Linked DNA regions of Mus musculus: region 1 is linked to region 2. Evidence: chromatin contacts called from public promoter capture Hi-C data. All regions are on one chromosome and are shown on one strand. Each heading gives the region's core, a stretch centred on a gene start, on an enhancer-like site or on the middle of the called end of the contact. The rest is flanking DNA. Distances are from core to core; before and after follow the strand shown.

Region 1 (4,163 bases), core at 403-2,902, 1.0 Mb after region 2:
AAAATTAAATACCATACTTAACATTTGGCTTTTGTTCTCTTTTCACACTGGTCCTAAGAGTTTTGTGTGAGACAGCTATGTAGCCACTCTCTGGTTACTTTGTGGGTCCTTCTTTCTTTTACTCTTTCAATCCCCTAACACTAGATAGGAGAGAGAAAAGAATAGAGGGGAAAGGGGAGGAAAGAGATCCTTGGCTAATGTTATAGTTAGACTACTCTGATGACTAGGGGCATCACATTTTTGGGGGCAAGTTTGATCTTCTCAGTCAGGAATTTTATTTCTTTCTTCTTCTTTTCTTCTTCTTCTTCTTCTTCTTCTTCTTCTTCTTCTTCTTCTTCTTCTTCTTCTTCTTCTTCTTCTTCTTCTTCTTCTTCTTCCTCCTCCTCCTCCTCCTTCCTCTTCCTTCCTCTTTCTCCTCTTCCTCCTCCTTCCTCTTCCTCCTCCTCTTCCTCTTCCTTCTCTCCTTTCTCTCCTTCTCTTCTTGTTTCTTCCTTCACATGACTACTTACCAAACGCAACCAAAAACAACCAACCATCTGCAGCTGGCAAAATCACACCCCTGCTAGAGCACGAAGCAAATCATGGACAGCTGATTCTGACAGTCCGAAGCAGCCCTATACACCACACCAGGGATCAAAATAAAAACACATCCCCATAGTGTTCCTGTGTTTTTAAAAGAAACCAAAACTCCAGAATTCTCACTATACACCCACATTTCTACCTCTTGAGGTTTTGCTTAGTGATCTATAACCCTTCAAGACAAAACCAAACAAACAAAAAACCTCATGATTCCCAGGGCATCAGACAAGTATGCCAGGAACCAGGGATATTTCTACAAACCTCTGATAACCCCAAATACAATGCAAAAGGGTATATTAGAAAACATAACTTCAACTAACAAACATTGTTTGGAGTGTGTTGCTCGAGGTTGGCATGAGAGGAGGGAGGGAGGGAAACTGGATTTGATTATGCCTGTATTGAAATGTCATGCGGAATTCCTTAATTTACATAATTTACTCACATTAATCAAGAATAAAACATTAAAAAATAAAGAGCTGGCTGATATGTAAACATTGAGAACACATTCAGTGAAAAGATTCAAACATAAAAAGACCACCTACTATGCAATTATATTTGTATGAAATGTCTATAGAGGTAGAAAGCAGCTGAGAACCTAATGGTCTAAAATAGAAAATGAACACCCACTGCTAGAAATGTATGCAGTTTCTTTTAGGAATAATAACACTGTTTCAGAATATGATGACAGTGATGTTTGGGCAAATAGCTAATATATTAAATTTAAGATTAATTTTATTTCAATAAACTAATCTTAGGGAAAAGATTATTCCTAATTAAAATAAAAATACATTTTTAGCTCCAACAATCACTCAAACTTTAACTTTGAAGTTGCATTTGTGTTTAGTTTTGTAAGGCTCCTGTGAAAGGCTTGGGGTATAAGTCTCATGTCTCCGAAGTTTGATATATGTTACAAATTATATTACCTGCTACATAGTGTGCACTTTGAACTTGTAAATAGAAAACTACCTTGAGAGTTTCTTGTTGTTGTTGTTTGTTTGTTTGGATTGGTTTATTGCCTAATTCATTTTTGTTGTTTGCTTTTTGGCTGGAGTGGAACTCCCTTTTAGACCAACCTTAGAACTGGCTGCCTCTGCCTCCGGAGAGCAGCGATTAAAAGTGTCAGCCATCATTACCTGGCCCTAATTCTTGAAATAAAAATGCCCACATGCTGTAGTTGAAGGCAGAGTAGGAATGATTATCAGATTTTAATTCAGTTGAATCCCAGCAGTAGATTCAAAGAAAGCATGGGAAGAGAAACCAAAGGGGCCTGGCATGTGAGGCGGTTAGGTTATCTCCTGAACTTCGAACTTCCACATCACAGTATGAATTGGTTCGAAGATAAGAAATAGAATAAATTCTCTCTAGTGGACAGGACTGGACCTCTGCTTTCCTAGAGACACACACAGCTGAGATCATGGCATTCGACGGCACGTGGAAAGTAGACCGGAACGAGAACTATGAAAAGTTCATGGAGAAAATGGGTAAGCACTGGCTTCCTGTCTGTTTGTTTTCTCCTGTCTGTGTAGTTACTGAATGACCTGTGATGTGGCAAAGCTCTAGCTGACCGATTGTTCAGAGCCAGGAAATCCATACTTGCACCTCCTGCTTTAGGAAGAATATCTTGTCTCCCTCGGGCAAGCCCTGCTCTCTGAAACACACCAAAGAAAGAGACACCTATGATTTCTTCCCTTGCCTGGTAATTGCACATGCGTAATTAAAAACTGACATGTTTGCGTTCATTTAAAAAAGAATATTATAGTGAGTTATAATTTCCAGAGTTTAAAAAAAAAACCCACGGGATTATAGGGGATTAAAAAAGCAAGGATCTTTTAATAAAGTAAGAAAATAATTTTTTCAAAACCCAGCTTAAATAAATTATATGTAATTCTTTCCTCTAACTTATCTAACGTTAGGAATAACCATAAAATGCTGTACATTCTTCACAGAGGTGTAATTTAACTCTACTATAAATGTCTACTAGTATGGTAGCTTACACTACAAACTAGGCAAAAATGTTTCATTACTTGAAATAAAGCCTGAATAAATTATCTTTTACTTTAGGGATCCTGAATTGAAGTTTATAAAATTTCATATTATAATGAATTAATCATATAATTTCCGAATAATTTTTCTGGCTTAGGCCAATGAGGAATGCCACAAAGAGTCAATATAATTATAAGGCAAGCAAACCATGGTGGTGTACACTGGAGATCTTAACAGTCTTGAGAGTGAAAAGACTATAGGCTAACCTGTGCTATGCAGCAAGTTTGGGGCCTGCCTGGGTTACATATCAAGAGCCAGTTTCAAACAACAACAACAAAACAAATAAATGCAATTTTAGTGTTGGAAATTAATAAATACCCAGACCTGAGGTTGTGTTTCTTTAATGTATGAATATACCTTTTAATTCTTCATTTGACATTGCTGAAATTGGGCTGATCATTGAAGCAAAAGGTTTGTTGATCTTGTTTTTGTTATCCAGGGCTAAGGTGCTATACTTTGTAGCTTCGTTTACATTTTCTTACTTTGGAAAAGCAGCTTGAACCTTCTCTGGGTCTGCCAGAGCTTCCCCTTTTTTCTCTAGAAGCATTTTTGGTGGTGTTGAGCATCACGACACTATTTGCTCTTTCTTCCACACCCACAAAATAAAGATGAGCAAGGCAAAACAGAACTTGGAAAGAGAAACCCTTTCGGTGACACTCTGATTTCATGCCCCTTCCAACCTCTCTCCGTTGCAGGCATTAATGTGATGAAGAGGAAGCTTGGAGCTCATGACAATCTGAAACTGACAATCACACAGGATGGAAATAAATTCACAGTCAAAGAATCAAGCAACTTCAGAAACATTGATGTTGTGTTTGAGCTCGGTGTAAACTTTCCCTACAGTCTAGCAGACGGAACGGAGCTCACTGTAAGACATTCTTTTAAAATTTAATTTTATTTGTAATTCATTTTTTACATTCCATATTCCATTCCCTGCACTTCCCCACCCACCCTCTGTTCCACATCCCACACCTCCTCCCCACCCCACCCTGTCTCCATGTGGATGCCCCCTCATCCCCCACCCCACCAGACTTCTAAAAGCCCTGGGGTCTCCAGTCTCTTGAGGGTTAGGTGCCTCATCTCTGAATGAACACAGACCCCGAAGTCCTCTACTGTATGTGTGTTGGGGGCCTCCTATTAGCTGGTGTTTGCTGTCTGGTGGTCCAGTGTTTGAAAGATTTCAGGGGTCCAGGTTAATTGAGACTGCTGGTCCTCCTACAGGATCACCCTTCTCCTCAGCTTCTTTCAGCCTTCCCTAATTCAACAACAGGGGTCAGCTGCTTCTGTCCATTGGTTGGGTGCAAATAACTGCATCTGACTCTTTCAGACATTTTTTATAAGCAGTGCATTCTTGACTTTTTTTCAACCAATACAAAGTGGTTTATTCTATTGAATGATGCAGCTAATGCAAACCTTCTTCATTTACTGAAGAGACCAGTGAAGTTTGTTTATCTCTTATATTTCTCACATTGTCAAAATGTTTAAATATAATATTTCATTATGATACACATCTGTGTAAAAGCGATATTGAATAATGAGAC
Region 2 (3,757 bases), core at 488-2,987:
GTCTTTTAACCCAGCTAAATGGAACCAGCATCTTTGAATATATACAGAGCACAGACAGACAGACGGACAGACATGCATGCATGCGCACATACATACACACATACGAGAGAAACATGTGCATGCCATAACCACAGCTGTCTCCCTTCAACAGTATGTCACAGACTCATATTTTTTTGACCCCTTCCCTCTTTAATAGCTAGATGCCATGCTTATGTTTGTAAATGACAGATTTCCAGGCCGAAGAAAAACATGTCTTCATTTCAAAAGAGGCAATAACCTTCATGAGTATGAGGCCAGTTTGGACTTTATAGCAAGATTCCATTGGAAGTTGTGGGGAGAAGAGGAAGGAAGAATGGAAGGAGGAGGGAGAGGAAGAGTGAGAGGAGGAGGGAGAGGAGGAGAAGTAAAACAGGGGAGGGGGAGGGGGAAGAGAAATTCACGTTGTATGCCATTCTTTCTAACATTCCTTTAATGGTGCACTTCCAAGGTCCAAACATCTCCCATCCTGTCTTATGCCTGCTGTACATCTGCAACTCAAAATCTGAAAGTTCAGGGTAGGAAGTAAAAATGTATCAGTCCTTTTGGATCCCCTTCATCCTTCCTTTCCCAAAGGCACAAAACCAGTGCTTCCTCCCCAATTCTCCATTAGAGTAAGGAGATGTTGTAGTTCTAAGCCTGATTGGGTGAAACCCACTATGCAGAGTATGGTTAAACAAGTGTCTATTTAGAACACACTTCTCATTCTGAGGCCTGAGGTGACAAGGTTTGAAAGCAGGAGGTTAAGGGAAAAAAAAAGAATATTCTTGATCAATGGAGCACGAAGACTGACCTGCAGTAGGTCAGAGAGCTCCAAGGAAGCTGGGCATCTGCCCACCCTGACTACCTCCATTGAACCTGCAGTGCTGATCGCTCCATCAGGCAGTTCAGAGACATAAGGCAATAGGAACACTATTCCTACAAGTAGGCTCCCTCTTTAATGTTCAATATTCTAGTATTTAAGATTAAAAAAAAACAATTTAGGGAGAGACGGATCCTTGTGGACAGGCAAGAAGATTAATCCATAGTACAGAAGTTATAAGAAGGTTAGAAGAAACTCCTAAGATCTAAGGACAGGGACAATATTAATTATAAGGGTAAGGCTGGAGAGATGGCTCAGCAGTTAAGAACATTGGCTGTTCTTCCAGAGGACCAGAGTTCAATTCCCAGCACTCATATGAAAGCCAACAACCATCTGTAATTCCAGTTCAGAAAAACTGATGCCCTCATCTGGCCTCTGTGGGCATCAAGCACATACCTATTGTACAGATACAACTAAATAATAATAATAATAATAATAATAATAATAATAATAATAATAATATCTCTATGAGGTTTTACCATGAAATAAAGTCCTCAGTGCACTTCTGGAAAAGTCACGGCATTTTGAAGCAAAACCATTATGTGTGATAAATAAACTGTGGTTTTCACCACATTGTCATTTCCACTTCCCAGTAGAGGTGCCTCTAAGAGGAAGGGACGATGCCTAGAATTCTAGCACATAGCAGCAATGACACTATCTGAGGTCCACAGAAGAATGAGAGGCCAAGGAAGACACAATTAATATTGAAAAACAGCTCCTGAAAGACCACTCAGGAACACAAGACAAAATCTTTCCATATCCTGAAAGAGAACTATGACCTCTGGGGAGGAGCTGGTATTTGAACCACAAATGGATCACAGCCAGACACCTCACTCCACCCCAAGCAGGATGGAAGAGGCAATTGCCATATGTGTGTCAAAGATCAAGGCCACATTTTCCAGAGTGTGGTCTTGAGTCAGCACATAGAGGGCACACTGCCAAATCTCTATTACATAAAGCTCACTAAGCTGGGGAAATGTCCCCACAACTGATTAACAAAAGGATACAACTCCAATATGGAAGCAATACTTGTAAGCCAGTAAATAATAATGATAAATGATAACGAAAAAAAAGATAGTTTACCTCCAAGTAGAATATACTAAAGAGGGTCTATGTATAAAGGGGTTGGTTGAACATGTGTGATTTAAGGAAAATGAAAGGTATAATTCAATTATCTGGGGATATGTGTATCTCAGATTACAACTTCTAGCCCTAAAACAACAATTAGAGAAGAGGCTGCAGGGACTCTGATCGGGTTTGGTCAGGAGAGCAATAGACGTCATTCTAAAGAAAACCTGTCATAGGCAGTCAGTTACACAGGGAGTAACTTGGGGCAACAAATACTTTGAACTTTCCTTCCCTCTCTAATCTCTGCCAAACTTTCCCCTGGTTGAACCCTAGTTGGAGCCAAAGGACATGAATGCCAGGTTGTTGAAGCACACAGAGATCACACTGGCAGGGCGAGAGTTAGGTGGAGAAAGGAGTGCCTATGAAATACAATCAGAATGTATGCCAACGCCAGGGAAAAGAACCTGAATGTGTGAATCACAGAGGAGTGGATGCCAATAGGTCTGATGGCCACCAGGACTGACTCCATTTCTTGAGTTCATTAAAGCTGAAATTCTAAATTGAGTCCTGGATTTAAGGACCTGCCTGGGTAAAGGAGACTTGAGTCTACCTGTTCCATTACATGATTATCTGGAGATCTGGGTCAAGTCTTGCTCCCATTGTTACCAAACTTTAGGTCACAGTGTGAATGAACCCCAAGAAGCCAAGTTTGATCACCTGTCCTTGAACAACCAATTAAAACAACCGAGTTAATAGATAAAAGAAGAAAAAGAACTATTCAATGTGGTCACATTGGGGAGAAGGACAAAGAGATGCAATGACCACCTTCCCCTAAAGTCCTGAAGTGAGGTTGGAATTTAATAGAGGGCTGAACTATGCACATCTAAGCAGTCCAAGTAAATGTGTGATCCCGTGCACCACTGACCCACCAATGTCTGGGCTTCAGTCTCACCCCATAAGGTAGTCTAACAAGTTGTAAATCTCTTTCCTAGGAAACAAGTTGCCCCACTCTGGCAGGGATCTTTTTCTTCTCTCAGCATGAAGGTCCTAGGGAATTTCTACTTCTCAGGAGCCAGTGTTTAAATGGTCTGACAAGCAGATAGCAGGATCCAAGTCTCTAGAACATCTTCATTTCGGAAAAGGCTGGTCACATCATCATCTGTAAAATAGGATAATAATAATAATACTGCATTGTTTACCACACAATTGGTAGTTGGACTTGAAAAAGTGGAGCCTAAAAATAAGGCAGATTAAAGTCTCATGCAATAGCCAGCTTTATTTAGAGCATCAGACAATTTATACTCTGAGGAAGAGCCACATGAGTAAAGTATGCAGTCACAAGGACAAGCTGTACACGGTAAAACAAAACAAACAAAACAAAACAACAACAAAACACTGTGGCCTTCCTTACATATAAACAAACAACAATAGCTAACTGTAGTGAGTAGTCAGAGGTAAGCTCAGTCCCACCTGCTACACTTGGGAGGGCCATGAAAGCAGAGCCCAAGAACAATTCTGTAGTTTTTGAAGTTTTATCACAAACACTCAGACTTCTCTCATGACTCCGTTCTTGGACTGTGTTCTGACACAAGGATCCAATGAAAAAAGGTACAGGAAGCCCGATGGCCATGCTCAGCATGGAGTAAATAAGACATGTTGTCTGCCCTTTTTTTTTCCAAGTTGGGAAATAATGGAGATATATAATGCTGGACTGGAGCGATGGCTCAAAGGTTAAGAGCACTGGATGCTCTTCCAAAGGCCCTGGCCTCAATCCCCAATACACACATGGCA

What was found. Promoter capture Hi-C pulls out the DNA fragments that hold promoters and counts their contacts.
Region 1: a promoter capture Hi-C map of liver shows a contact between it and region 2, with 2.0 times the contacts expected there. The contact joins the promoter of Fabp2 here to the enhancer-like site in region 2. A contact is called at or near these places in 5 of 39 promoter capture datasets (embryonic stem cells, hippocampal neurons, liver and 1 more), 6 of 484 Hi-C or Micro-C datasets (cardiomyocytes, cerebellar granule neurons, cerebellum and 2 more) and 1 of 9 other capture datasets (embryonic stem cells).

The regions. Positions count from the first base shown.
Region 1 is chr3:122,893,420-122,897,582 of GRCm38.p6, forward strand. It overlaps Fabp2 (fatty acid binding protein 2, intestinal), which reads left to right and starts at 1,653. Exons shown (of 4, transcript NM_007980.3): 1 at 1,653-2,060; 2 at 3,318-3,490. The coding sequence starts at 1,994. All of the region lies in intron 3 of 4933405D12Rik (RIKEN cDNA 4933405D12 gene), which reads right to left.
Region 2 is chr3:121,873,009-121,876,765 of GRCm38.p6, forward strand. No RefSeq gene overlaps it. Among named protein-coding and RNA genes, the nearest start is that of Gm33987, 24 kb to the left of the region's middle. Within about 2 kb of position 1,738, at least 36 of the 459 cell types and tissues checked have an H3K27ac peak or open chromatin away from gene starts, as enhancers often do. A contact at or near this core is called in liver, where this site is marked.